Linked DNA regions of Mus musculus: regions 2, 3, 4, 5, 6 and 7 are each linked to region 1. A link is a contact called in public Micro-C and promoter capture Hi-C data. All regions are on one chromosome and are shown on one strand. Each heading gives the region's core, a stretch centred on a gene start, on an enhancer-like site or on the middle of the called end of the contact. The rest is flanking DNA. Distances are from core to core; before and after follow the strand shown.

Region 1 (3,487 bases), core at 553-3,052:
AAGCTCTACTAGCACTGATCTAGAGAGGGACCCTGAGGAATACTTAGCATTTCCTGGAAAGCAAAGTTGTTTTTCAAGCACAATAAACAGTAAGTTTATCCAACCACAGAACCAAATTGAAATTGTTTTGTGCTGTGATTGACAGTTCCCTATGAGGCTTCCTTGTAATAATTTTGTAATTATTCTACACAATCTTGTAATAATTCCTTAAAAACCAAACACCCTTTGTTCTGTTTTTTTGTTGTTGTTGTTGTTGTTTTATGAGACGACGTCTCAGCATGCAACCCAAACTATTCTAGAGTTTACTCCACAGTCTAACCTACCCTGGAACTCAAATTTCTACTGTCTCAGCCTCTAGGGTGCTGGGATTACAGGTTGAATACACTCCACCTGGCTAAAAATGCTTTTTAAAGATTACTTGGTTGAAATTAGTATCCAGTTTTCCCAGATTTCTAAGGTTCTGGACAGACAGGCTTCTAATCCTTCATGTTTGGGAGTTTTCAGTTTTTAGGCTACAAAAACACTGGGGAAAGAGAATTGTTAGGCTTAAGACGCTACCTCCAAAATATCTTGCTACTGAAACGTGAATTTAAAAAAAAAAAAAAAAAAAAAAAAAAGGTACCAGGTATCTACCCTTCATTTTAGATAGTTCTCCACCACACACATCTTAGCATCTCCCTTGGGTGCCTCCTCCCTGATGGTTAGGCACAGAGCACCCATAAAACTTCCACCCACCAACGCTGGTGATGATGGCAGGGAGGGCTGAGGGTTGATGGCAGAAATGATGGTCTGTGTTCTGAGAGTCCCATGTCAGACTGGACAAAGGGCCGTGGGTTAGAATACCAGTGCAGGGGACCTGGCAGTAGGAGGGCAGACAGGAGTGGGCCAGCATGTTAAATACTCCGGGTGGAGCGCTGGGGGGCTGTGATCCCAGTGATGGTCGTGGGCATTAAACTAGGGTAGGTCAGAATCAGTCAGGTCTTGGTTATGGGCAGTGAATGGGTCCTGGTGGTGAGTCTAGCCTTCCTTGCTCCCGGATAGCGGATCAGGATCCCTCCCTGATGGGGACCAGGTCTTGTCCAGGGTCTGACCCTGCTCATGGGTAGCTGACGTGGGTCTTCTGCGTCCTGCCTGATGATGGGCAGTGGGTCTGAGTGCGGGTCCCGCCCCTCCCCGGGGGTGGCTGCTGTGGGTCAGGGTCCCTCCCTGCTCTTGGGTAGCCACCGTGGGTCAGGTCCAGGACACTGCCCCCCTCCCGCCACTCACACGCGCGGCAGCTGCAGCGGCGGCGCCCCCCGCCGCTGGAACACCCCGTCCACGAACACGCCGTTCTTGCCGAGACAGCGCAGGTAGAAGTCGCCGCCCGCGTCCGGCCGGGGCTGCGCGGGTTCCGGGGCGGCCGCGCTATGGCCGCCGCCCGGGGGCGTGAAGATCTCCAGGTGGCGCCGCGAGATGAAGCTCGAGTGGCCCATGCTCACATCTACCGAGCCCTGCGATGAGTTGCGGCCGATGGTCACCGACCGCTTCTTCATGAGGTACTCGAACTCGCGGCCTTCGAGCCGCGCCACGGCCCAGCCGCCCGGCGGGGATCCGCCGCCCCCGGCCCCGCCGCCCGCGGGAGGGGCGCCCGCGCCCGAGAGCGCCGCCGCGGCCGCCATCGCCTGCGAGGCCTGGCCGATCCGCGCGGGCGCCCTAGCGGGCCGAGGCCCGGGCGCGGTCGTGGGCCGCGCGAGCCGAGCACGGTCGCGGAGACCGCCGGCCGGCGAGGAGAGCTGCGAGGGCGGGAGCTCGCACGGCCGCGCGCCGGCCCTACGACGGACGGGCACGCCGACCAATGGGCGCGGCGCACGCAGTGGGGCTACCGAGGCCGGCCAATGGGGAGCCGCGCCGCCGAGCGCCCGCACGTCCGGCGTCGTCGCGCGACGCAGGTTGGCCGCGGCGGCGCGGAAAACCCGGGGCGGAGTGAGGAGTTGGCGTGGGGCCGCGCGCGTTCGCGGACTGAGCGGGGGTCCAAGGTCACGACGGGCGCGAGTGCGCCCCGGGAGCCGCTGGCCCCTCTCACACTCCGCCCTAGGTTGCGTAGAGTCAGGCGCGCTGCTCGGGAACCTGCCGCATCGACCCGTATGTCACAGGGATGTGACAGAAATTACCCCAGTATGCATAGAGTTCTGCACTCAGTAATTCATACCAAGGACTGCAAATCTGAGCTTTATTCCAATCTGTGTATGTGTGATAGAGAGATCCCATCTCTCCCATTAAAAAAGAAACCACAACGCGGGCCCGTGGGAGGAGCAGAGCTATGCAGATCGAGCAGGCTGTGAGGGGCTCCAGAAGCCGGTGCCAACATAGAGGTGAAGCTGAGACCCCTAGTTTCTTCCCCAGGAACGAAGGGCAGTGGATGCACCTGCTTTAGCTCTGGTAAGAGAGGCACGTGGTCATAAAGAACGTCACACCAATATGGTGGCCCCTGGGTGCAGGCGATGGGACGCAGTGTTCTCTCACTGATGCACAAAAGGAGTTCATTCAGGTCAGGGAGAGTGGAAAGGTTGAGAGTCTGGACTTAAGCTGCATAGGATAAAGTGGACATTCTAGCCAAGAGCTTCTAAACAGAGGCCCCAGACTAGAGGCATGGGAACATTTTGCGTTCTAATTCATTCTATGTCTAAACTTGCAATACATTTAATGGGAAACAGTCTTTATAACATTTACATATCTTATTTGACATATGTGTCTGTAATTACGGGATAAATTCCTAAGGGTTCAAAATGCTTTGTACTATAAATATGGCAAAGAGCCATTTCATTAAATATTAATTTGAGGCATTGTAGGTGATGTACAGAAAACTATGGAAATGATAACTAGGTGAGTATCTAGACAAACACAGTTCAAGGACAAAGGGTGTCAAGAACAAGAAATGCCCTCCCATTACTGTTGACACCGTTGTGTTGTCCTGCGCACTGCCTAGGGCAGGTTTGAGGCTCTGCCATGTGACTCTAGCATCTATCTATAACATGGCTAGATCTAACTTTTTACACCTAGCTATCCAGGTATGTAAAGTAAGCATACAAATCCAACACTTATGTTGCTTTGTTTGGCTTTTGTGGCTGGTTTTGGTGTTTTCTGTGGGGAGGGAAAGACGATCAGTCATATATAACCCTGGCTGGCCTGGAGCTTACTATATAGGCCAAGATCACCTCGAACTCATAGAGAGCCACCCACCTCTGCCTCCCAAGGGATGGGAGTAGAGGAATGAGCCACCATATCTGGCCAAACCAAACACTTATAAAGATATTTATTTTAAAGCACTTCTTCAATGTACATGTAAACTTAAGCATTTATTACAGATGAGAACGCCGCTGTATTCTAATAGGATATATGTGCTTATCTGTTCCTGTGTATGTATCCCACTGTGGGCCATGCAGCACCAGGGACTGATGTCAGGATGTCCTCTTCAAGGACAGGGTCTTTCAATGAACCTGGAGTTCTC
Region 2 (3,487 bases), core at 329-2,828, 900 kb after region 1:
GAGCAGTAGGAACACTGTGTTTACCTCAGACTGCTCAGGTGTCACACAAGTGACCAGTGGCCAGGAAACGACGAAAACCAAGACACACCCCACGGGTAGACATGGCACCCTCCCCTTAGAAACACAGGACCTAAGTAAGGTTGGGTTAGCCATGTCTAACACTGAGGATAACAGTAAAGTCTCATTCTTGGGCGGGGGGGTCCCACAAGGTTCCCAATGGTCAAGCACTTTGCCCTGCCCTTGTCCCTCATCTCCCCCAAAGATGAGAAAGTGGGTGGTATGAGAGCAAAGGTGTATCAGTCCCCAGCCTGCTTCCCACCCTCCTATTGCCCCCAGATTCTGCCTCGCTACGCTGCTACACCTCTCCAATCTTCGAGGCAGCTGCAGTCTAGCAGGCACCACATTTGGCTGATACTCTCCAGATGTCTGGAGAGTGACGAGGACTCCTGAAGCCAGCAGCCCCACTTACACTGTGTGTAGAGACACCCATCTCCAGTAAATAGCGCCCTCCACCCCAGCATGTGGCAGGTCTCTGCATACGTGCACACACTACACAATATCAGCTGCCCTACCCTACCTTGCCTCACAGAGATGTAGCGCCGGTTGGCAGCTACCAGCACCACCTGTGGGTGACTTTGCTCCAGGTCGAAGAGTTCATCCTTGCTGGGCCTCGTGTTGCGACCAGCCTTGAGTGTGCCAGCAGGCCCCACAGGTGCCAGGTACCGGCCGTCACAGTCCTTGAAGGCCAGCTTGCCTGCCTTGAACTCCAGCGTGTAGCAGGCATGGGCTTCAGGTTCCCAGACAAGGCGGCCATCGCTGCGAAGGTAGCGGCTGTCATAAGACTTGAGGCAGTACCGCCTGCTCTGGAAAATGAGGGTGACTAGTGCGTCCACACCCCATGGCATGTCACCGTCTGCTGCCATCTCATCTTCCTGAAGGCACAGGTGCACGTAGCGCCGACGGCTCACACTCAGCAAATGAGCCTGTGGGTGGATGGCCAGGTGCACAGTCCACAGCTCTGCCGGGGAAATGGCCGTGGCAAAGCAGGACAGTCGGTCCTCAATGCCACCGAAGAAGCGGCCGTGTGGCTCTGACTGCAGCACCCAGCGCCCATCAGGCTGCGGCAAGACCAGGAAGCGGCAGTCACGGCCCGGCTGATCCATCTCACAGGCCACACGTCCATCTTCTTCTGCTGACAGGTAGCGGCCTAGGTGACTGCTTCGGAACAGCACGGCAGTGCCCTGCCCCGGGTCAGGCTCCAGGACCCAGATCTGCTTCCTCTTGAGGCTGGCTGCGGAGGCGTTGACCTTGAAGCCAAAGCTCTCTGCAGTCAGGTAGCGGTCGGCATCGTTAACAAGGCCAAACTGGATCTTCAGCACCTGGTGCAGACCGTTGGTTGGCATCTTTGAGGCTAGCCACGTTGCTTCAGGGGCCTGGGAAGGAACTCTCTCTAAGTGTTCTGTTCAGGGGGCCTGTAGCCCCCCCTGAGGCCCAGATCTGTTTATCTGACCCTTGGCTCCCAAGCCTAGCCAGCGACATGGACGCTACCTGCTCCAATGCTGCCTCCCTCTGTCTTGTGGCCTCGGCCACCCAGGCAGATCTTACATGGCCAGCGGGCAGCCGAGGGCGGGTGAGAGGGGCGGATCAGAAGTGCACCGGCTTAGAAGCAGTAGCCAACTTGCCTTAGCCCCAGCTTGGATTTCAGTGGCTCCTGGATGCACCAAGTCCAGAGTCAATGTCCAGCAGGACAAAAGCGAGGCTGACCACCTCCTTGTCCTCACCCATGGCTGCCTGGGTCCTATGCCCTATAAACTGTAGATTCCACGGTTCTTAGTCTCTCTTCTTACTGCCAATTGCTTCAGGGCTTCCCAGTCCCCACCTGAGACCCTGCTTCCAGCCCAGCTCTTTTCCAAGGTAGAAAAGGCAGCCCAGTGGAAAACTCACAGCAGACTGGCAACCTGATCGCAGCCCTCCACCCTCAGTGGCCCGCCAGATCCTCTTCAGGATCCAGTTACTGCATCTCTGATTCCTGCTGCCAGGAGCAATACGGCCCCCTGTAGCATGCAGCAGCAGCCTGTCCTATCCCCCTGGCCACACAGTTCCTATCCTTGTGTGTGGCCCTGAGCTTGACACTGTCCTGTGTCTGCCCCTGAGTCATGGGCTGGGGAGGCGGCAGGGAGGACCTAAGTGGCACACATAAGCTGGGACACCTTGACCCTCAGCAGGGATGACAATGCTGAGACAGATACCCTGGTGTGCCTCGTCCACTTGGTTTGGAAAGAGCAGCCTCATATGGTATGCTAGGCAACCATGTGATGCTCACATCCAGGACTACATGTGCAGGGACACACCTGTGTAGCAGGGTATGCCAGGGATCCTATGTTCCCTGCTGACTCTCGCTCAGGGCATGATGCTCTTCCCTTCTGTGCAGGGAGCTCAGGGTGGTCTAGCTTCAACTGCCTTTGACGGAATTGGAGACCTGATTACTGCTGCCCAGATCACAGGGTTATGGGCTTGGCCTGTGGCTTTTACAGACTTGAATATAGGGGGGCTGTGTGGGGCACAGTCTTCCCCGTGCTTCTAAAAGCACTCCCATAAAATCCAAGAGGGAGCTGGGTGGTGCAGCTTAGGAGATGCTGGAAGCTGGCCGCACCTGACCCCTGACCTCTTATCCCTGGGACCACTGGCTGTACCCTGTCCATCCTGAGTCTGACAGGCATCGTAGGGAGCGTCAGTAGTCCTGCTCAGTTCTTACCCTGCACCTGCCTCAGGGGACCAGAGCCAAGCAGGAAACCAGAGCTGTCCATCCTGGGCCTGAGCCAGAACTGGCGTCTTCTTCCTCATAACTGTGTGACCACGCGGGAGGGCCTTCCTGAGGGACAGTAACAGGAGGATGTGGAATGCTTCCAGCTGTGACCCCAGTCATCCTTTCCTCATTCCGCGCCTGTCAGCCCTCAAGTGGCCATGGCCAAACCGACACAGAGGTCTATATTAAGGGAGGATGCAGAGGGTGAGGTAGGTTGATCAAAGCCTCTGAAGACCCTGAGGAAGTAAGAGGAACCGTGCCCAATAGAGGGCTCAGGGTAGGATCCGTGACAGATTGTCTCGTGCTAACCCTATTGCTGTCAGCCCTCCCTGCAGGCCAGCTTTATCTACCCCTGTGACCCACGCACATGTATGAGACACTGTCAGAAAGTGCAGTCAGACTGTGTGTCAAGTGCTGCCTTAGAGATCAGCTCAGTAGGTGGGGCATGATGTCCGTGCAAAAGCACCGGTTGCCAGAGTTTCAAAAGCCCCAGTTGCCAGGGTGGTGTCCGTACTGTGTTCCAAGTGTTCCAAGCTTGGAGCAGCCTCCCATCAGGTCCCGAGGGTCTGATTAGGTGGGTCTGTGAGGGGAGAGGCCTGAGGGTCAGCTATGCCCACGGTACCCTAACCCCACCTAGCCAGACTGCTTAAGAGCCCTGAGAGTCTAGTCCTTCTGATTGGC
Region 3 (3,487 bases), core at 289-2,788, 820 kb after region 1:
GACATGGAATATTTGCGGTAGGTGGACTGTTCCTGGTGAGTGGGTGCTCTCGGCCAGCAGTGTCCTGCAGAAGGAGAGGAAACTTAGAGGATGCATTGGTGAGACCTCAGTCACACAGACTCTGTGACATCGAGCAGGGGTGAGGCCTCACCAGAGAGGGGCTAAGAGACTGGGGTGGGCTTAGAGGAAGTTTATGGAAGGAAGTAAAGATTTGAAGAATCAGTAACTTGGGGCCTGGGGACTTGTAATCTAAAAGGGCAGTGAGGGTCCTAGTTCACTGCTTTCCAGGGTCGATGTGTGAGGCCAATCTCCATTAGGACAGTATAATGACAGCTCCCTGAAAGGTCCCTGGTAAACACTGGGCAGAGCAGCAGTTACAAGATGGACCCACTCCCTTTCTTCTATACCCTTGTGAAAGATGGACCAGCGTGGTCTTGCCCAGGGTCAGGATTTCTATTCCTCCAACACAGCAGAATCATGGCAGGTGGGTCTGCTTCCCTAGTCTTGGAATGGTCTCTGTGGTGGAATCAGTCTATAGTGCCCCACCAGCAGTGACTTTGTGCAGTCACAAGAGGGACTTTCCCACCCAAGCCATAAGTGCAGGCTGCCTGGGATAGAGAAGCTGATCCCGTGACTACCCTTCTACCCTTCTGCGTGAAACGAACCTTGTTTTCTTTGTATCATCTCGGGCCCACCGACTGATCCTAGGTCAAGTGTGGACACTATGCTGAACCTAGTGTAGAGGATGCAGGGAGAGATTGCCTAGGTACTGCCTGCCTGGCTTCCTGGGCAGGGAGAGAGGCAGCCAATAGGCAGGAATTTAGAGGAGGCAAGGAGGCAGACCTGAGAGAGACCCTCTAAAGGGAGATGGGGTAACCTTGTTTTTCGAATGACAGTGTGACTTAGGCATGACTACAGCCAGGTATCTAGGCAAGGGTCTCATTTCATCCCCGTCCCACAGGAAGAAGCTTGTCCAGGTGTGTGGATTGCTCTTTCACCCTAAATTTGGAGCAGAATATGTGAAGGTTATTTGTCAGCCGGAGTCTGTCAGAGTAAAAGGACAACCTGCCAGAGCCAGCTGGCAGCATTAAGACTGCCTGAGGCCACAGAGTCCACAATCAGCCTCAAAGGACATTTGCCCTTACCTGATCCTGAATCAATACTTCTTTCAGGCCTATAGGGGGCACCTTAAAGGCTAGCACCCAAGTGTACCCATGGGTCAAGCACACAGCTAGACTGGGGGGTGGGGCCAGGAGTCAGGTAGACTGCAACCTGGTCCAGGGGCTTCCCAGAGGACCTTAGATCCAAGAAACATCTTCAACCTGAGCTAGGCCATTAAGTGTCGGCTCACCTGAGACAGCAAGGGGCTGCATTCTTCTTCCTTCATCATCCACACAATTGGAGAAAACCACGGAGAGCAGTGGCCAGGGTCTCTCTGAACAGGTTACAGTCCTAAAATAACGGTGTCCCGGTGTCCCTTGGCTTCTCTGTGAACTGTATAAGCCAGAGCTGGAGAGCTGCAAGCTCCTCCTCCAGTGCGATCACAGTGGTATCATGTGAGGAGTCACATTTTAGGGCTTACAGCAGGGGCCTGCTTCTATAGTCACATCTGGTCTTTCTAGCCTGTAATTCTTGGCCTTGGCTCCAGAGATATCCCTAATGTCTGCACAGTCATGATTTTGTTAAGGTGGCCCTGATGCTGGACCCATGGCCATCACTATTGAGTCCCATTTTGGTCTTGGCCTGTAGGCTCAGCTGGTCTCCTATCAGCACCCCTAAAAGATCAGTTCTGTGCAAACTGGTTCACAATAGCAGCCCCAGGAGCCCCACAGGCAGTACAAAAGCCAATTATCCTTATAGTTTATGGAGAGCAAGAACAACTCAGTATTCACGTTCCAGATGTCCCTTCCCTCCAAGCTTGTTGGAAGCAGGATTTTGCTGTGATCACTGTCCAGTCTAAAGGACTTGAGCAACTCGCTGTGGAGACAGAAAGCATGTCCCTAGGCTGTCAACACTGGGCCCTACCACCTAACTCTGTCTCCCTGCTTCTGACTGGTGTGTGTGTGTGTATGTGTGTGTGTGTGTGTATGTATGTGTGATGTAGATGTGTTAGTGTCATTATAGGCCCACAGGACCTTGAGACATCAGGAAGCCCTTCTGTAGACATGTTTAGGGCAAGGTTCTGCTGTACATGGAAAATGCCCCTCCTGTTTGGACCCCAGTTCCCCTGAGTTTTAACTTTTGATAGACATCTCAGGCTCAGCCTCCACTTTTAGCTTTATCTACCATTTTTTCTGACTTATAACTTTATATGCCAGACAATCGAATGGCCTAGCACTTGTGCATCCCGGCCTTTGTCATAACCCCATCTCCACTGCACTCACTGTTGCCTGGAGCCCTCCAGTGTCTTCCAGCAGCAGCAGCAGCAGCAGCAGCAGCAGCAGCAACACCCCATTTTTTTTCTTCCCCTGACCAAGCCAGCTCATTCAGTCAGCAGGGTCTCAAGTGAGGGAGTGAGGATTGAAAAGAAAAAAAAACAGTTAGAGAAAATGATACCCTGACTCCAGCCTGTGCTGAGGCTGGAACAGCTTCATGTCGCTCCAGCCTGCTTGTATAGCATCCTAGGTGCATCCAAAAAACATGGTCAGCTCTTAGATCAAAGACAAAGTAATCAAGTGAAGTAGCAAACAAGGAGGTCACACAAGGTAATAATTAAGAAGCCAGGCAGTGGTGGGGCACGCCTTTAGTCCCAGCACTTGGGAGGCAGAGGCAGGCAGATTTCTAAGTTCAAGGCCAGCCTGGTCTACAGAGTGGGTTCCAGGACAGCCACAGAGACAGGGCTACACAGAGAAACCCTGTCTCAAATAAAAAATAAAAAAAGATAGTCACTAAGTAAAGTAGTAAGCAAAGAGATCACACAAGGCAGTAATTCATCAAAGCAGTACACAAAGCCCCGTGGTCTCTGTTTCTAATATTCTTACCTCAGCCTACTTCCTTGTCCAAGCCCAGTGACAGATGCCAAATTCCTAGAAGCAGTACCCAAAGCTCTCAACATCCTCCCCACCCACAGTGTTGAGGATGAAATCTAGGACCTCACAGAGTTATAGCCCTACTGTGGTGTGTGCGTGCAATTTTTGCAAAAAGGCTCTACATTCTTTCTTTTGTTTGTTTGGGTTTCAAGGCAGTGGTTCTCTGTGTAGTCCTTGCTAAACCAGGCTGGCCTCGAACTTAGTTCCTCCTGTCTTTGCCTCCCAAATGCTAAGATTAAAGACATGCACCACCACTACCTGGCTAAAGTCACATTTTATTCAATTCCTCTTGTATGAAATATTCAGGCTGGGCATGTTAGCATATACCTGGGCCAGGGCGGCAAAAGCACCAGGACCCTGATGGCCCTGGCGGCCAGTGAAAAGGCAGCACAGGTAGGACTTCTAAAGGTGTCTTTGCAGATGACTATGTTCCACAGAGAGGAAGTCAGCTAGGGACT
Region 4 (3,487 bases), core at 420-2,919, 790 kb after region 1:
TGAGTTTAGCCTGACAGACCTCCTCAAGGAAATATCAGTGAGTCTAAGTATCTCCAAATTGTGCTGTTTTAATTGTCCCAAGATATCAAAACAATCTGGATTAAAAAAAAACAAAAAAACAAAAAACTCATGTTGCCCATTTAATCTTAGAAGAGGGGTGGTTCTCTTCACTTACTGTGTGTCCCCCTGACGGATCAGGTCGCAGATCTGTAGAATGGACTCCCAGTCTGTCTCCAACAGAAGCTGGCTGGTGGCTTTGTCTAAAGGGAAGAGATGCCCATTCAAAGGGTCCATTGAGCTATGTTTCCGAGCCGGCCCGTCAAAAGTCAAGAACATCCCTCATTTTATACAGCCAAAACCAAACTGAAAATCCTCTTGAAGTACACTGACAACCATGGAAATGGCATCCTCCCATGCAAGAAGCAAATAATGTGGAAATGATACTTAGTCCCTATCAGCTGTCAGCTCAAGCTCGGCTTCACTCAGTTCCCACAGACCCTCTGGAGAGAGGTACTACTTGCATCTGCTTTAAAGATAAAGGAGGTAGAGAATGCCCTTTGTCACAGCTTGCTGGGCACTTTAAAATGGCATACCCTGCTGCTTCTCAACAGAGTCCCATCATTTAGAAGTTTTGTCCTTTACCTCTTAGCTGGGTAATGTAATGGGTCCCTTAGCAAGCTCTAGAAGATGAGGGATGATTTCTCCATGTCAAGTGGTACCCCCAGCCAACACCTCTTCACACTCGGATCACCCCTCCCTTACGAAAGTGAGCTATCCCAAGATACACCACCCTTGTTACTCATTCAACAAGTTAGTGGATTCATACCTGACGTGCTGAACCTCCCAGGATATGAGACTAAGGTAAACATCTCATCATCTAAGATTCCCCTTTGAAAACCTTAGCTCAAAAAGGAGCAAGTGAGCAGCCTAGGATGGGGCCTGCTCCTGAACACATTTATTGAGGGAATGGTGCATGCATGTCAAACTCATTTTTCCCTCCTAAAATTTACACTGTCCAGGAACCTCAGATAGTGATATCAACAAGCACCTTCAAAAATGAGAAATACATGTCTTCTCAAACCCCCAGGCACTACCAGAGCGCAAGAGGCTGAGGTCCTAGGAAGCATTCCCCAAGGGGCTCGAAAGGTTTAAGGAAGGCAGTATCGGTTCCACCCTGCGAAAAGGTATCGGGGTCTGAGACCCGCATGAAGCTAAGATCTGAGTCATGACTTCATGACTCAGGACTTTGGCCCAATCGGTTCAGGACCGTCGGACCCGGAGGAAGAGAGGTCCGTCACGGACCCCCAAAGAGCATTCGTCACTGGAACCCCAGGACTCAGTGTACAGCCCGGGCGGCCACACCCGAGGCCCGGGAACCGTGCAGTGCTCCCCGGAGGCCGACGGCCGGTCTAGGTGGCCGGCCCGCTCTCCTGAGACCTACGGAGGCAGCATCTGGCCGGTGCGCGCGAGGGAGCTGACTTGGAGCTGACGGGCGGACGCGTTACCTAGGAGACGCTCGAAGGTGCCGCTGCCTCGCCCCATGGCGACCCCACTCCGGACCGACGCTGCAGTCGCTCCCTCTTTCGGAGCTGACGCGCCCCCCAACTTCCGCTTCCGCCTTTCTTTTTCTGCTCGCGCACGCGCAACGCCTCCGCGCCGCCCCGAGTCCTGCTCCATGGCGAGACTTGCGCTTACACACTGACTCTGAGCGTCCATTGGACCGCTCAGTCCATTGGGACTAACCAATGAGCAGCCTGGACGAGCGGTCTATCCAATGAAAGCTAAGCGGAGGCGGGCCTCATTGCGTGGTAGCTCGGAGGTACAAGCGCGTTATCCGAGGAAGGGATGTGTCTCCTGCTTGGAGCTGCTGGGGTCGGGAAGACCCTGCTGGTGAAACGCCTTCAGAATATCCTTCCGCGCCGAGTGGGCAGGCAGGGAGTCCCAGGCAGGGTGGGGAGGGAGCACACCGGGGTCGCTCATCACGGGAACTCCTCCCTCTGCCACGCCATGGCCCTTGACCGCCGGGACAGCTGAGCTCCGGAGATGGCAAAGGCGACCTGGGAGAGCCCCCACCGACGCGGCCCACGGTAGGTGTCGGCCTCTCTCAGGTCATGCATGCCCTTTGAGGCTTGCAAAGGTCCTCAGACCTCTTCTAATGGAAGCCGCGGTGCCTGTGGTCAGTAGGTTGGGTACTGTCTGCGGCAGAGGAACTCCCATCACTAGACTTCTGAGTGTGGAGAACCCGAAGCCCGTCTTCCGGTGGGCACCTTTCTCTCCCATCCCTAGAAATTCATTCCCTCGTCACTCTCAAGGCCCATCTCTATGGTTGACGTTGGCCTGGAGCCCCCAGAGAGCTGCATTTCTTGGTGGCGAGAGCAGAGGGCTTGAGCAGTTGTCACTGGCTGTGGATGCTTAGCTCCCTCATGGCGGTGCTGCCATCCAGAAGCTCACCACAGCACACCGCTTGCGCTGGTCTCAGTGCATCGTGGTTTTTTCCATAGGTGGGCACCAACCTTACAGACATTGTGGCCCACAGGAAGATCACCATCCGAGAGCTCGGGGGATGCATGAGCCCCATCTGGTCCAGTTACTATGGAAACTGCCATTCGCTCTTGGTGAGTTAATACTTCAAGCTTCTTTGGAGGTCAGTTTTGTCTGACTCCCTGAACCATCAAGTATTGGCCCTGCTTTTCATGGGATCGGGTTTGGGGGTCTTTGATGACTGTGCATTGGTCTGATTTCCTGAGCAGGGCTCAGATTCTAGGAGGCTTGTTGAAGGCACAGCATGTTCTATGCCTTGATACCTGAATACGACCAACACTTTACATCCCTCTTGTTGGTCCTATCTGTAGAAGGAAGGGGCATCAAATTCTGGGATGAAGAGCTGATGGCCACAGTAGACTTAATTTTACTTAAAGACACCAGTGACAGTCATCCTCGTACAACTCCCCCTTGGCTATTTCCAAAACCTGTTGTTTAAAAGCCAATCTGGGGCTGGATATGTAGCTCAGGAGAGTGCTTGCCCTAGCTACACTTGAAGCCCTAGGTTCAAACTCCTGCATCATAAATTTAAATCCACTTAAAAAGTTGTCTGTGTGCTTTTGTGAAATGACCAGACAGGGCTCTGGTCAGGACTATCTTCTGTAGCATGTTTTCCTTTTCTCCCTAGTTCATGATGGATGCTTCTAACCCCACCCAGCTCTCTGCATCCTGCATGCAGCTCCTGGGTCTCCTTTCTGCAGAAGAACTTGAAAAAGCCTCCGTCCTCATACTCTTCAATAAAATGTATGGGTCTAAGGGCTGGGCAGGATGAAGGGCAAGGTATCCCAAGGGGTTGCTCTACTTGAGTACAGCCAAGACCATAGGGTCTGCAGCGGGGAGGTGCAGCTGTGGGTAGAACAACTTTGTGGCGAGCACCACTTTGACGAAGTGCTTCTTCAACTACAGTGACCTACCCTGTTACATGACCATGGAGGAAATGAAGTCA
Region 5 (3,487 bases), core at 487-2,986, 770 kb after region 1:
ATGAACAACCACCTGGGACTTTTACGTCACAGTCTGTCAACACTCAAAAGGACTACCTGGGGGTGAGGTGAGTCTCTGGGGCCCATGGCTGGGTTAGCCATCTAGCCTGACCCCCATGATGGAGAAGGCTGCAGGGACATTCAGAAAGGAAAATACTGTCATGAAGTGCTTCCCAGAACAACCAGTACCTGCCTCTTCCTGTTATAATACCTGCCGGAAGCAATGCCCCGGGGCTGGACCTGTATATGCTACTCCTAGGAAAAGTGAGATTTCAGTCCCCAGTGTACCCAATGGCCAGCATTCTTAGTTAGAAAAGCTATCTGGGAGAAACAATGCATGCCTGAAATCCCTGCACATGGAAGGTCCAATGCCAGCCTTAGCTGCGTAACATGTTCAAGGTAAGTCTGGGGCTACAAATAAATAACAAAGAAAGGAAAGCTATTGACAGAGATCACCCTAGAAGCTTGAAGTAGTAGAAACTGCCTGAGGCTGGATTGCCAGCTCAGACCTCAGGGGCCAATCCAATGTGGGGGACGGGGGAGGTGGCAGCCAGTGTGAATGCTCAGTCCACAGGCTGAAGTAGCAGCCAGAGCTCCTTGGGCAGAGTGGGTGAGTTCTTTGTTCTCTGTAGTAAGACAGAATCAGGAAAAAATTCCCCGAGAATGCCCCTGGGGAACAGGAAGACAGCTGTCTCAGTTTGTCCTATAAGCATTTATTTTTAAAGAAACACACACACACACACACACACACACACACACACAAAACCCTACAAAACCACGTGTCCTATTTGCTTCTTGCTGTGAGACGATCTTATTGGTTAGACCCTATGAACGCAGGGTCTCCTTCCTAGCTCACTTAGGACGGTGCTGATCCCAATATAGCAACGAAACAAGCGGAAGCAGATGACCGAGGTCACATCACCACCTAGTCCATTGCCTTCATTTCCACCCCCCAGTCCTCACAGTAGGTGGTGCTAAGCGCCCAGCAGTGGGAGTGCTCTTGTGCGCAGAGACCAGGCTGGTCTTTGGATCTCAATACCTGTGCACACGCACAACTTTAACCAGAGTTGTCGAGTGTTTGTGGCAAAGGAATGGCTCAGAGTGGCAGAGTTTACTTAAGTATAGCGCAGAGCTGAAGCTGCGCAGTCATCTGTTAGGACTGTGGTTGCGGAGGGATTAGCAGGTAAGCTGAGGAGCAGGAGGTCCTGTCTGAGGCATAGCTGTCTGTCACCTGCGGACGCCAGCTGCAGAGGGTCCCCGGGGATTTTCCACCGCTGCCTACCGGGAAGTAAGTGTATTGGCGCCCGCAGCCGGAGGCCAGCAGCGCAGAGCGGGGCAGCCCGCGGCTCAGGCCGGCGTGGGCGTCACCGGCGGTAATTACCGGGTGCGCAGTCAAGCGGCGGCCGCAGCAGGCGCCTTGTAGGCGCCAGGCCCCGGATGGTCCCCGGCGCCTAGGGCTCACCCGCCCGCTCGGCCTTGAAGCTCAGGCTCACTCACCTTGAGCAGGTCCAGCGGGTGCGTGCAGCAAGCGGCTCCGCAGGAAGCCAGCCCCCCAAAGTACCAGCGAGATGCGCGTGCCTCGGCCATGGCCAGAGCAGCAGCGACCTGGCCCGACCCCGGTGAGCACAACTCCGGTCCCAGCTGCTCAACGCCCGGTTCAAAGTGCTACCGAGCGCCCGCGCCCGGTACAGCCAATGCGCCCGCGCAGCCCCGGGGGCGGGGCCTATGGACTCCGCCCGCCACCGGACTCCAGCCTTGGGAGACTCCGCCTCTGGTCTTAAAGAGGCCGCAACGAGGAGCAATGAGAGGCGATCCACTGGAGCCAACTGTGAAACTGAGCTAACCCATGACCACCCCCACTCTCCAGATCATGGCTTTGGTCTCAGTTCCGAAGGCGCTCTGCCATTCTCAACTCATCAGGAGGTTGGTTTCCTACCAGCACCCTCTAGCCCTAGTCTGAACTTATGCCCTGGTGCTAACTTCGTGTGTTACCCAGGAGAAGGACACGTGTTGCAGCAGTGGACCTCTGTCCCCTATCCCCCTCGAGAGCCCAGCCCCCGCCCAGATGTAGGGGGGGATGGAAACCGTCTTGAGGCCAGCTTGCAAATTAAATAGAAATCAGGGACAAAAGGCTCTTAGTAAAGGGTAGCAGTGCTCCTCCCCCATGCCTACACCCAGCGAGTCCCTGCCAAGTGCAACTCAGCCCAAGCCTTGCTGTGGACACAGCCCTAGGCAGCCACCATGGAGAGGGTTCTGGGCTGTGAATTCTTCATGGTTACTGGCTCAGGCTCCTAGGAGGCAGCTCCAATCTGCCTGGTCTCAGAAGCCCATCTCTACCTACTGAACACGGGCAAAGAAATCCACATGTGCTCCCAGTTTGAGGGTGCACCTGCTAGCCAAGGTGATTTCTGAATCCCAAGGCTGCTTTAAGTCTGGCATTGTGAATGAAAAAGACACGTGTCCTGCAGAAAACTAACGTACACCTGGCCAACTGCTCCAGGCACCGCTCCCGCTGAACATTCAATAGGAGTATCCTATCCAGTCCTGCCAACCAGTGCCCAACTTTGTAGCAGCGAGGGAAGTAGAGAGCATGATGTCGTCTAGAACTCTAGGTGGCCTCCCATGCCAAGATACTTATTGTCATAGTACCAAGGTTGCACAATGCAAGATCTGGCATCTTGCTTGGGGGTGTGCCATCTTGGCATTTCCCCCATGCCCAAGAGCACCCTACACTGGAAGCCTATAACAAGGGGGTGAGGGGCACTTCCCACACTGGATCCATTCCTTTCCTACAGCAGGTACAGACAACATGCAACCTCACGTCTAGGAAGGTCTCTAGGTGGCAGCATCTGATATCTTAGCTGGGCTACTGTGGGGTAGGGAACCGAACAGCTGGCTGCTTGGTTGGTGAGACCAGGAGCACCACTTGGTCTTGCCCATATAGACTAGCCCTACCCAGAAACCATCAAGTACTAGACATACACTGCCAGGCACAGCAGAGGTCATATGCTAAAGGAAGCATGGTTGGTGTTCAGCAAGAGGATACTGCTTTTGTATATAAAACACTGGAGGGACCTTCAAAGTTACATCTAAGAACCATGAGCTACAGAGCCAATGGTTAGGGTATAGAAGTAGGCCTGACTGTCACACAGCAAGGAAACAAAGCTATGCCCAGTTCTGTCTTGTCTCATTTGGTCCAAATCTAATAGGAAGTCTAACCATGTTAACAGAATGGAGGTGACCAGGCTACAGATGTAGACTTATGTAGTCTATCCTTCTCTGAGAGAGCTGGAAACCATTACTGGCCAGAAGACCTCACGTCCATGAAAGACAGCTTACAAGGTAGAGCAAGAACAAGTCCCAACTGGAAAACGTAGGCTAGGAGCTAAGGATTTGTTTTACCTTTAAGACAGGATTTAACATGCATGCAGCTCTCAGATTGGGGTCAAACTGCAGTATACTAGGGCCCACATGTAATGTGTTAACAG
Region 6 (3,487 bases), core at 678-3,177, 710 kb after region 1:
TAGGACTAGTAGTGTTGATCTGTCTGTAGAGTTGAGATGTCAGTATGATGCACCCTAAAGGCAGTTTTGGGAATCTACTCTTGGAGAGGTGAGAGTGACACATTGGGAAATGGACAGGGCTGTGACCTCCTAAATGACAATGGATTGGTGCTCTTCAGATGGGGAGGGAGCTCAGCTCCCAGTAGGTAGACAGGTGATCCATCATCCTTTAAGCTTAGACCCTCTTGATGCCCTTGAGCTCACATCCACAGCTTTCTTCATGGACTCTCTCCTAGTCCTTCTGTCCTCTATAAGGCACCTTCTAGGTCCAGCTGCGGAGAGGGAGTAGTAGCCAGGAAGGATCTGACCCCTTTGGCCGGACATAGTGACAGGTGTGCTGAAAGATGAGCCACTAAACATGATCCTGTGCTCAGGGAGCGCGGAGCAGCTCAGTTTCAGCCCCTCGCGTCTGCAAGCATGACTGCGTGGCTTTATATAGCCTCGCAAGCCCTTTATAAGCTGGAATCGAGGTTCTGTCGAGCAGGAGAGCTTACACAGATCTGGTCTGGTAGGGACACTTTCTCACTCATACCCACAGAGATAGCCCACCTCAATCCCAGGATGCCCAGCCGAACGGTCCGCTATGCTCGCTACAGCCCCCGACAGCGGAGGCGGCGGATGTTGGCCGATCGGAGCGTGCGCTTCCCTAACGATGTTCTCTTCTTGGACCACATTCGACAAGGCGACCTGGAGCAGGTGGGACGCTTTATCCGGGCTCGGAAAGTCTCCCTAGACACTATCCATCCCTCAGGTGAGTAGATAACTGAGAGTCTGGCCTTCTGTCCATAAGGAGGCAGGGGAGATCCTCTTCTGAGGGTTACAGCTTTGACCCTGTGTTCCCACCCTGCCCAGGACTGGCTGCTCTGCATGAAGCTGTGCTCTCTGGAAACCTAGAGTGTGTGAAGTTGCTAGTCAAATACGGGGCTGACATTCACCAGCGGGATGAGACAGGCTGGACACCACTGCACATCGCTTGCAGTGATGGGTACCCTGACATAGCCAGGTGAGACTATGGAATGTGGTTCAGAGGTTTCATCCTAATCTCTCCAGGTGGACCCCCCCAAAATATGGCTCTGAGGATGTAGGCATCAACTCAGGGATTCTGGCAGTTTCTACCCGATTGCAACATTAGAGCAAGCCGGAAAATCTGGCCACAGCTTCCAAGGGGTCAGGTTTCTTCCTCCTCACTCTGCCTGGAAAAAACAAACAGGTGACCCCAATATTCTAGCCTTTTGGCCCCGGAGTGGGCTGAGTAGGCTTTAACCACCTGCCCTTCACACCTCAGGTATCTCATCTCTTTGGGGGCAGACAGAGATGCAGCCAATGATGATGGCGATCTGCCCTCCGACCTTATTGACCCGGACTTCAAAGACTTGGTGGAACTCTTCAAAGGAACCAGCATGGACTGAGCCAGGAGAGCCCTTTGGGGCTTGCGCCTCCTTGGAGAAGTGGCAAGCACCTTGCCCCAAGGACTAGAGTGCCCACTGGATGTGCAGTGAGGCAGCCAGGCTGGTTAGGACTTGTGGGGAACGACCCTCTTGCCCCTATACCCATTTCTCTGGCCTGGCTTTTTCTCCAGGTTTGTTTGTTTTTTAATGGTGATACTTTTTACTTTTTCAATAAACATAATTCCCAAGCTGTGATGATGACTTGATTAGCGCAGTCCAGTACAAAACCATCGCCAGGTACGCGGGGGCTCGCTGGCAGCGCAGGGCCGGGGAAATGCGTGTCCGGGGCCGGTGCGCCGATGTTCTTGTTCAGAGATGCCCGGCAACCCCTCCCTTCCCCCGACACCCACCCGTGTTTCCGGGACGACCTCGCGCGCCTCCGACCTCGCCGCACTCCGTTCGCCAGCGATCACGTGGCCCGCGCCGTTTGCGCCTGCGCGCCGCGTCACTTCCGGCCGGCCCACTGGAAGCGGCGGCGGCGGCGGCAGCGGCGGCGGCGAGGAGGGCGAGGTGAGGAAGGCGCGGCGCGGAGGCACGGCGGGGCGGGGCGCTGCAGGCTCCGTGGGACCTTGGCCGCCCCGCCCCGCCCCGCCCTGGTGTCGCTGGGTCGCCTGGCCTGAGCGGGGAGAGACAAGGCCGGTGTCTCCACGGAGTGCGGACGTGGCGGCCGCCCCCCCACCTCCCCGGGAACCGACGCCCGCGGTCCCGGGGCAGCCTCTGAGGGCGCTCCCTGCTTTTGAGCTGCGCAGGCCAGCCTCCCCAAACCGCGCCGGTGTCCTTGCCGGCTACCTGCCCTGCCCACATCCCAGTTGTCCTGATGCAGTGGCTCTGCGCAAGCCCGGGGCCTGTCTGTGGGCAAGCTGGACATGCTGGTGGCCGGAAGTATCGTACCCTGTTGACAAAAGCAGCCCAGATCCTGGGGTGGTCGTCCGAGATAAAATGGTCTTCCCTCTGGACGCCATGTTTCAAACACAGGGCAGGCTCAAGCAAAGGCCCCCAGTGAGTTGAGATCAGCTGGTGGATTTCTGGGGAGTGTCCAGGACGTTTAGACAGCGATGTGACAGGAGTGCAACGAGAGCCAGGTCCTTCAGGAGAAGGAGTCTGGGTTTGGGTCCATTTAGGGAATATCTAATAGTTTGCTAGTCCCGGGAAAGAATAGGATACACGTTCTAGGTCTGATGACCTGCCACTGTCATCTGGAAGCAGGCCCGAGCTGTCACAGCACTGTGGCTCCTGCTTGGCTGGTCAGTCGCTATAAGCCTCACAATTTGAAGCAGGGAGTGGTGGCACACACCTGTCATGCCAACTCTTTGTGTGGTGGAATCAGAAGGATCAGAAATGTAAGACTAGCCAGGGCTACATGAGACCTTTTTTCTAAAAGGGGTGGGAAGAGGAAAGAAGGAAACAACAACATTTGGATAGTAGACGTTTCAGAAGAACAGAGTGACCAGCCATTGCACCATTGATTGTAGTGAGGGACCACTCGCATTGTCACTGTGGTGGGTAGCAAAGTGTGACCATTTAGCATCATGTGCCTGGCATATTGGATGTATTTAGAAGAGTTGATGTGGTCCTGGATCTGTCCCCCTACCCTGCCTTCCAAAGCCCTGGGTCCTATAGAAGTGGAGAGTTCTATAGAGAATAAACCCATTCCGGATCTCTCCCAGTAGAGGGGCTGTGAGCAGACCCACACGGGTGTCACTGGGAAGCAGCATTTCAGAGAGTTTAGGAACCTGATGTAGGATGCAGACAGGAGCTGAGGCAAACTCAGAGATAATGAGCACCCAGCACCCTAGCCAGTTTCTGCAGCCTTGAAGGCCCTGGAGTGTGTCGGGGCTGGGAGTCATTCAGATCAGCTCTCAGGTGACAGCTGTGACATCCTCTGCAATAGGACTGTGAGATGCCTTCTTCCTGGCCTGCTGTGATAGGACCATGAACAGTGTATAAAGTTCCCAGCACAGGGATTCCCTCTGTCCTCCCTTGCCAAGGCTCTGCTGTGG
Region 7 (3,487 bases), core at 652-3,151, 680 kb after region 1:
CAGATACTCCAGAAGAGGGCATCAGATTTCGTTAAGGATGGTTATGAGCCACCATGTGGTTGCTGGGATTTGAACTCAGGACCTTTGGAAGAGCAGTCGGTGCTCTTAACCACTGAGCCATCTCGCCAGCCTCTCAATGTTTTTTAAGCACTCAAATTTTACAAAATTTTATGCAAACTTAAAGAATTCATAAAATATAATCAGGGCCAGTCAGTGGTGGCACAAGCCTTTAATCCCAGCACTTGAGAGGCAGAGGCAGGCGGATTTCTGAGTTCAAGACCAGCCTGGTCTACAGAGTGAGTTCCAGGACAGCCAGGGCTACACAGAGAAACCCTGTCTCAAAAACAAAAATATATATATATATATAAAATAAATCAGGGAAATGCTGACTGGACTTTTAATGATCTTTGTGATTTTTTTCAAATGTGAATCACTGTATGTATGTAGCTAGACCGTATAAAAAATCTTTGGGCATGGGCAGGCTAAAAAGATGGCTCAGCAGTTCATAGAGCACTGGCTCCTCTTTGAGAGAGATCTTGGGTTTGATTCCCAGTACAGTACAGAACCCACTACTGTTCTAACTCCAGTTCCAGAGGATGCAATGCCCTCTTCTGACCTTTATGGGTACTGCACACAAGTGGTTCAGAGACTACTTCAAAATATTGATATGCATAAACATAAAAACGCAGCTTTGGAAGATTTGTACTTTGAGCGTCAAACCAGGGAATTGTGGGTGGCACAGAGCTCAATAAACCAGGCTCATCCAGTTGGAGGACCATGAGCCTCCTGAAAAGCCAGCTTGACACACTTCGTTGGGCACACCTGTGTGTAGGTGGAAGGCCAGCCAAATTCATCATACAGTAAGAGTGGGGATAGTCACGTGGCTTTTTGTTTTAGAATAGTTCTGCATAGAAGAGCAGCTACCTGGATGTAGGGTAATGATATTGCAAATCCATCTTCCTTAGAGATAAAAATAAATGAGCTTGAAAGAACACTTGGTTTGCTTCAGATTGATGTATAGCCAGAGGGTATGCGTGCTTGTGTAAAATAACTGGGCCACAACTGAAGATGGAGAGTGGAGGCCATTGGATTCCTCATCTTTTAAGTTTGATGACTCTCCGGAGCCAACAGCTGTTTCCTGGATACCACAGGGGCAGGTGTGGCCAACAGAGCAGGCCAGAAGCGATGGCTTTTGTGGGATTAAGCTATAGAAGTCCCCGTAGTGCCCCTTAAATTCCTGCCTCCCCTCAGTCTGAGGCTACACTCAGAAGAAGCCAACATGGAGTGCCCTCACGGAGTAGCAGGAACTGAGACTCCTCAGGAGGAACTGGAGTGGCTGGCACAAGCACACGACCGGGAACCCCCCCAGCCAGGCCCTCCACTAAGGAGGCTCCATCCTCAGCGTCGTGAAACACGCCTGGCGGTGATGGTGCACGCCTTCAATCTCAGCATCCTGGAGGCAGAGGCGGGCGCGTCTCAGGGATGAGGTTCAAGATAGGCAGGCAGCCCGTTCCAAGGAAAACCGCTCCTCACAGCAAAACCATACAACTTCTAACATACGGGGGCTCGGGGGGCACGCAGTCCCCAGAGCAATGCGCCAGGCAGCACAGCTACAGGGCACTGCGGTCGGTGAGGACTGTGGTTCTGTTGACTCTGAGGACAATGGGACAAGGGCCAGGCACGGCAATCAGGGAACCCTGGGAGCCACAGAATGGCCGCGCGACGCTGCTCTGGAAGAGCCGGCTCTCGTGTCCCACAAACCCTCGCACCCGGCATTCGGCAGAAGGCGCGAGGGCGCCGGCCCACGCGGGACGCGCCCACGAGGCCCGCAGCAAAATGGCGACGGCGCCGACCCGCGCCCCCTGGCGGCGCATGCGCAAGGCGACCCCGCCCGCGAGAGCGGAAGTCTTGTGACCCCGGAAGTGACCGTCCGAGCGGCGGGCGGCGGACGACGTTCGTCATTTGGTGCGGGAGGGAGCGCGAGAGCGGCGGTCGAGCCTCCGGTGAGTGGGCGCGTGGCGCAGCGCGGTGCAGTGCGGGAGGGGAGTGGGTTGGCTTTGTGCGGCGTCGCGGGCGACTGCGGCGCTCGCGGGCGGGGCGCGGTCACCCGGGCGGGCGGGCGGGGCGGGCCAGGGCGGCAGCGCAGGTCCTGCCGGAGGGGCCGCGGCCCCCCGGGCCTGCGCGCCTGCTACCAGGGGACCCCCTTCCTCGGCCTCGCGGGCGGGGTCCGGCGCGGGGCCTGGCCCGGGGCTCCCGCCGCGCGGCCCCGCCCCGCTCGGATTGCGGGCTCTACGGAAGTGCGGGCCGCGCCCTGATGCTGTCGCCGGCGGCCACGCTTGGCGTCGGGTGGGGTTGTCTGTAGCCTCCGGGTTTCGGACCGCCGCTTTATGTGTTTCCTTGGCGGACACCTCTCAGAGGGACAACGGCCGGGCTCTTCCCGGGACCGCTGCGCATTGCCTGTAGGCATCACAGTGGGTTTCCGAGAGACGTTTGGGAATCTGCGGAACTGAAAGGCATCTAGGCGCTTCCGTCCTGGTTGGTTCCTCACCGCCACTAAAGGTTTAGGGTCAGGGCCCAGAAACAGGCTCCTGAGATTTATTTGCAAGCGGTGCACTAGCTCCCAAGTTGCATACGCAGACCCTCACTAGAGAGGACAGACCTGCGTATTTAGGATCCCCTTTGGGCTCTTGGGATTTAAGCGGTCATCACATAGTTGAGCTTAGGACAGTATTCCATTGGAAGGGACGAACAAACAGACCCTTGTCCTGCACGTGGCTAACATACAGAGCATCTCCCTGTCGGAGAACTTACCTCCATGACCCAACCCAGTAAGATGAGAGCCTGGGCAGCTAGGGACAGCAACAGGACCCCAGGGATTTAGTGTTGCGTCTGCCAGTTCAGTTCGGTCTGGAGGCTTATTCTTAGTGGGGAGGAAAGGTGTTTTGCTTCTCTGAGGAACAGGCTGTGGTCCCATTTCGTTGCTTGGGGTTCTAGTCCTCTCAAATGGGCCTCTGCGTAGGGCAGTGGCAGCATCCTCTCAAAGTTCCAGTCAGGTGTCCTGCAGGTGTCAGGGTCTGCCTAGGGTGGAATGCCTCCAGGCTGTCACAGTCCTGCTCATGCCCCGCCCACAGGTGTCCCAAGCTAGAGGTAAGCATGGCAGAACAGGAACCCACTGCTGAGCAGCTTGCGCAGATAGCTGCAGAGAATGAGGAAGATGAGCACTCTGTGAACTACAAGCCTCCAGCCCAGAAGAGCATCCAGGAGATCCAGGAACTGGACAAGGACGATGAAAGCCTCCGAAAGTACAAGGAGGCCCTGCTGGGCCGAGTAGCTGTCTCTGCAGGTAGGTGGCTTGGAGGAAGGATGTCATCTAAACCTGTGCCCAGTCTCTTTCCAGACCACTCTTCCAAGGAGTGAGTTTAAAAAGAAAAATCTTAAGGGATGGGACTCTGACTCTTAACTCTCACTCTGCAGACCCCAACGTCCC

Evidence for each region. Promoter capture Hi-C pulls out the DNA fragments that hold promoters and counts their contacts. A called contact is a pair of places that touch in the nucleus more often than the background predicts. Capture Hi-C pulls out chosen DNA fragments and counts their contacts.
Region 2: a contact with region 1 is called in a promoter capture Hi-C map of pre-B cells, with 4 times the contacts expected there. The contact joins the promoter of Fscn2 here to the promoter of Foxk2 in region 1. A contact is called at or near these places in 1 of 39 promoter capture datasets (pre-B cells) and 1 of 115 datasets of contacts at active chromatin or transcription factors (pancreatic cancer cells).
Region 3: a promoter capture Hi-C map of liver shows a contact between it and region 1, with 2.8 times the contacts expected there. The contact joins the promoter of Tspan10 here to the promoter of Foxk2 in region 1. A contact is called at or near these places in 2 of 39 promoter capture datasets (erythroid cells and liver) and 1 of 115 datasets of contacts at active chromatin or transcription factors (bone marrow-derived macrophages).
Region 4: a promoter capture Hi-C map of liver shows a contact between it and region 1, with 2.5 times the contacts expected there. The contact joins the promoter of Arl16 here to the promoter of Foxk2 in region 1. A contact is called at or near these places in 1 of 115 datasets of contacts at active chromatin or transcription factors (bone marrow-derived macrophages) and 1 of 9 other capture datasets (liver).
Region 5: a contact with region 1 is called in a Micro-C map of embryonic stem cells, with 6 times the contacts expected there. The contact joins the promoter of Slc25a10 here to the promoter of Foxk2 in region 1. A contact is called at or near these places in 2 of 39 promoter capture datasets (erythroid cells and hippocampal neurons), 1 of 484 Hi-C or Micro-C datasets (embryonic stem cells) and 1 of 115 datasets of contacts at active chromatin or transcription factors (large pre-B cells).
Region 6: a contact with region 1 is called in a promoter capture Hi-C map of pre-B cells, with 3 times the contacts expected there. The contact joins the promoter of Mcrip1 here to the promoter of Foxk2 in region 1. A contact is called at or near these places in 2 of 39 promoter capture datasets (fetal liver and pre-B cells).
Region 7: a contact with region 1 is called in a promoter capture Hi-C map of pre-B cells, with 4 times the contacts expected there. The contact joins the promoter of Arhgdia here to the promoter of Foxk2 in region 1. A contact is called at or near these places in 2 of 39 promoter capture datasets (erythroid cells and pre-B cells) and 1 of 115 datasets of contacts at active chromatin or transcription factors (microglia).

The regions. Positions count from the first base shown.
Region 1 is chr11:121,258,302-121,261,788 of GRCm38.p6, reverse strand. It overlaps Foxk2 (forkhead box K2), which reads right to left and starts at 1,802. Exons shown (of 9, transcript NM_001080932.3): 1 at 1,267-1,802. The coding sequence starts at 1,658.
Region 2 is chr11:120,359,625-120,363,111 of GRCm38.p6, reverse strand. It overlaps Fscn2 (fascin actin-bundling protein 2), which reads right to left and starts at 1,578. Exons shown (of 5, transcript NM_172802.4): 1 at 578-1,578. The coding sequence starts at 1,403.
Region 3 is chr11:120,440,682-120,444,168 of GRCm38.p6, reverse strand. It overlaps Tspan10 (tetraspanin 10), which reads right to left and starts at 1,538. Exons shown (of 3, transcript NM_145363.2): 1 at 1,352-1,538; 2 at 1-64. The coding sequence starts at 1,390.
Region 4 is chr11:120,465,782-120,469,268 of GRCm38.p6, reverse strand. It overlaps Arl16 (ADP-ribosylation factor-like 16), which reads left to right and starts at 1,669. Exons shown (of 5, transcript NM_197995.2): 1 at 1,669-1,906; 2 at 2,029-2,087; 3 at 2,502-2,615; 4 at 3,170-3,285; 5 at 3,448-3,487. The coding sequence starts at 1,846. Hgs (HGF-regulated tyrosine kinase substrate) reads right to left here and starts at 1,634. Exons shown (of 22, transcript NM_008244.3): 1 at 1,506-1,634; 2 at 176-260. The coding sequence starts at 1,542.
Region 5 is chr11:120,490,086-120,493,572 of GRCm38.p6, reverse strand. Slc25a10 (solute carrier family 25 (mitochondrial carrier, dicarboxylate transporter), member 10) reads right to left here and starts at 1,736. Exons shown (of 11, transcript NM_013770.2): 1 at 1,497-1,736. The coding sequence starts at 1,586.
Region 6 is chr11:120,548,167-120,551,653 of GRCm38.p6, reverse strand. Mcrip1 (MAPK regulated corepressor interacting protein 1) reads left to right here and starts at 1,927. Exons shown (of 5, transcript NM_001033231.4): 1 at 1,927-1,997. It overlaps Ppp1r27 (protein phosphatase 1, regulatory subunit 27), which reads left to right and starts at 522. Exons shown (of 3, transcript NM_026814.3): 1 at 522-790; 2 at 892-1,042; 3 at 1,325-1,679. The coding sequence starts at 601. The coding sequence ends at 1,448.
Region 7 is chr11:120,580,038-120,583,524 of GRCm38.p6, reverse strand. Arhgdia (Rho GDP dissociation inhibitor (GDI) alpha) reads left to right here and starts at 1,901. Exons shown (of 6, transcript NM_133796.8): 1 at 1,901-2,003; 2 at 3,132-3,343; 3 at 3,475-3,487. The coding sequence starts at 3,154.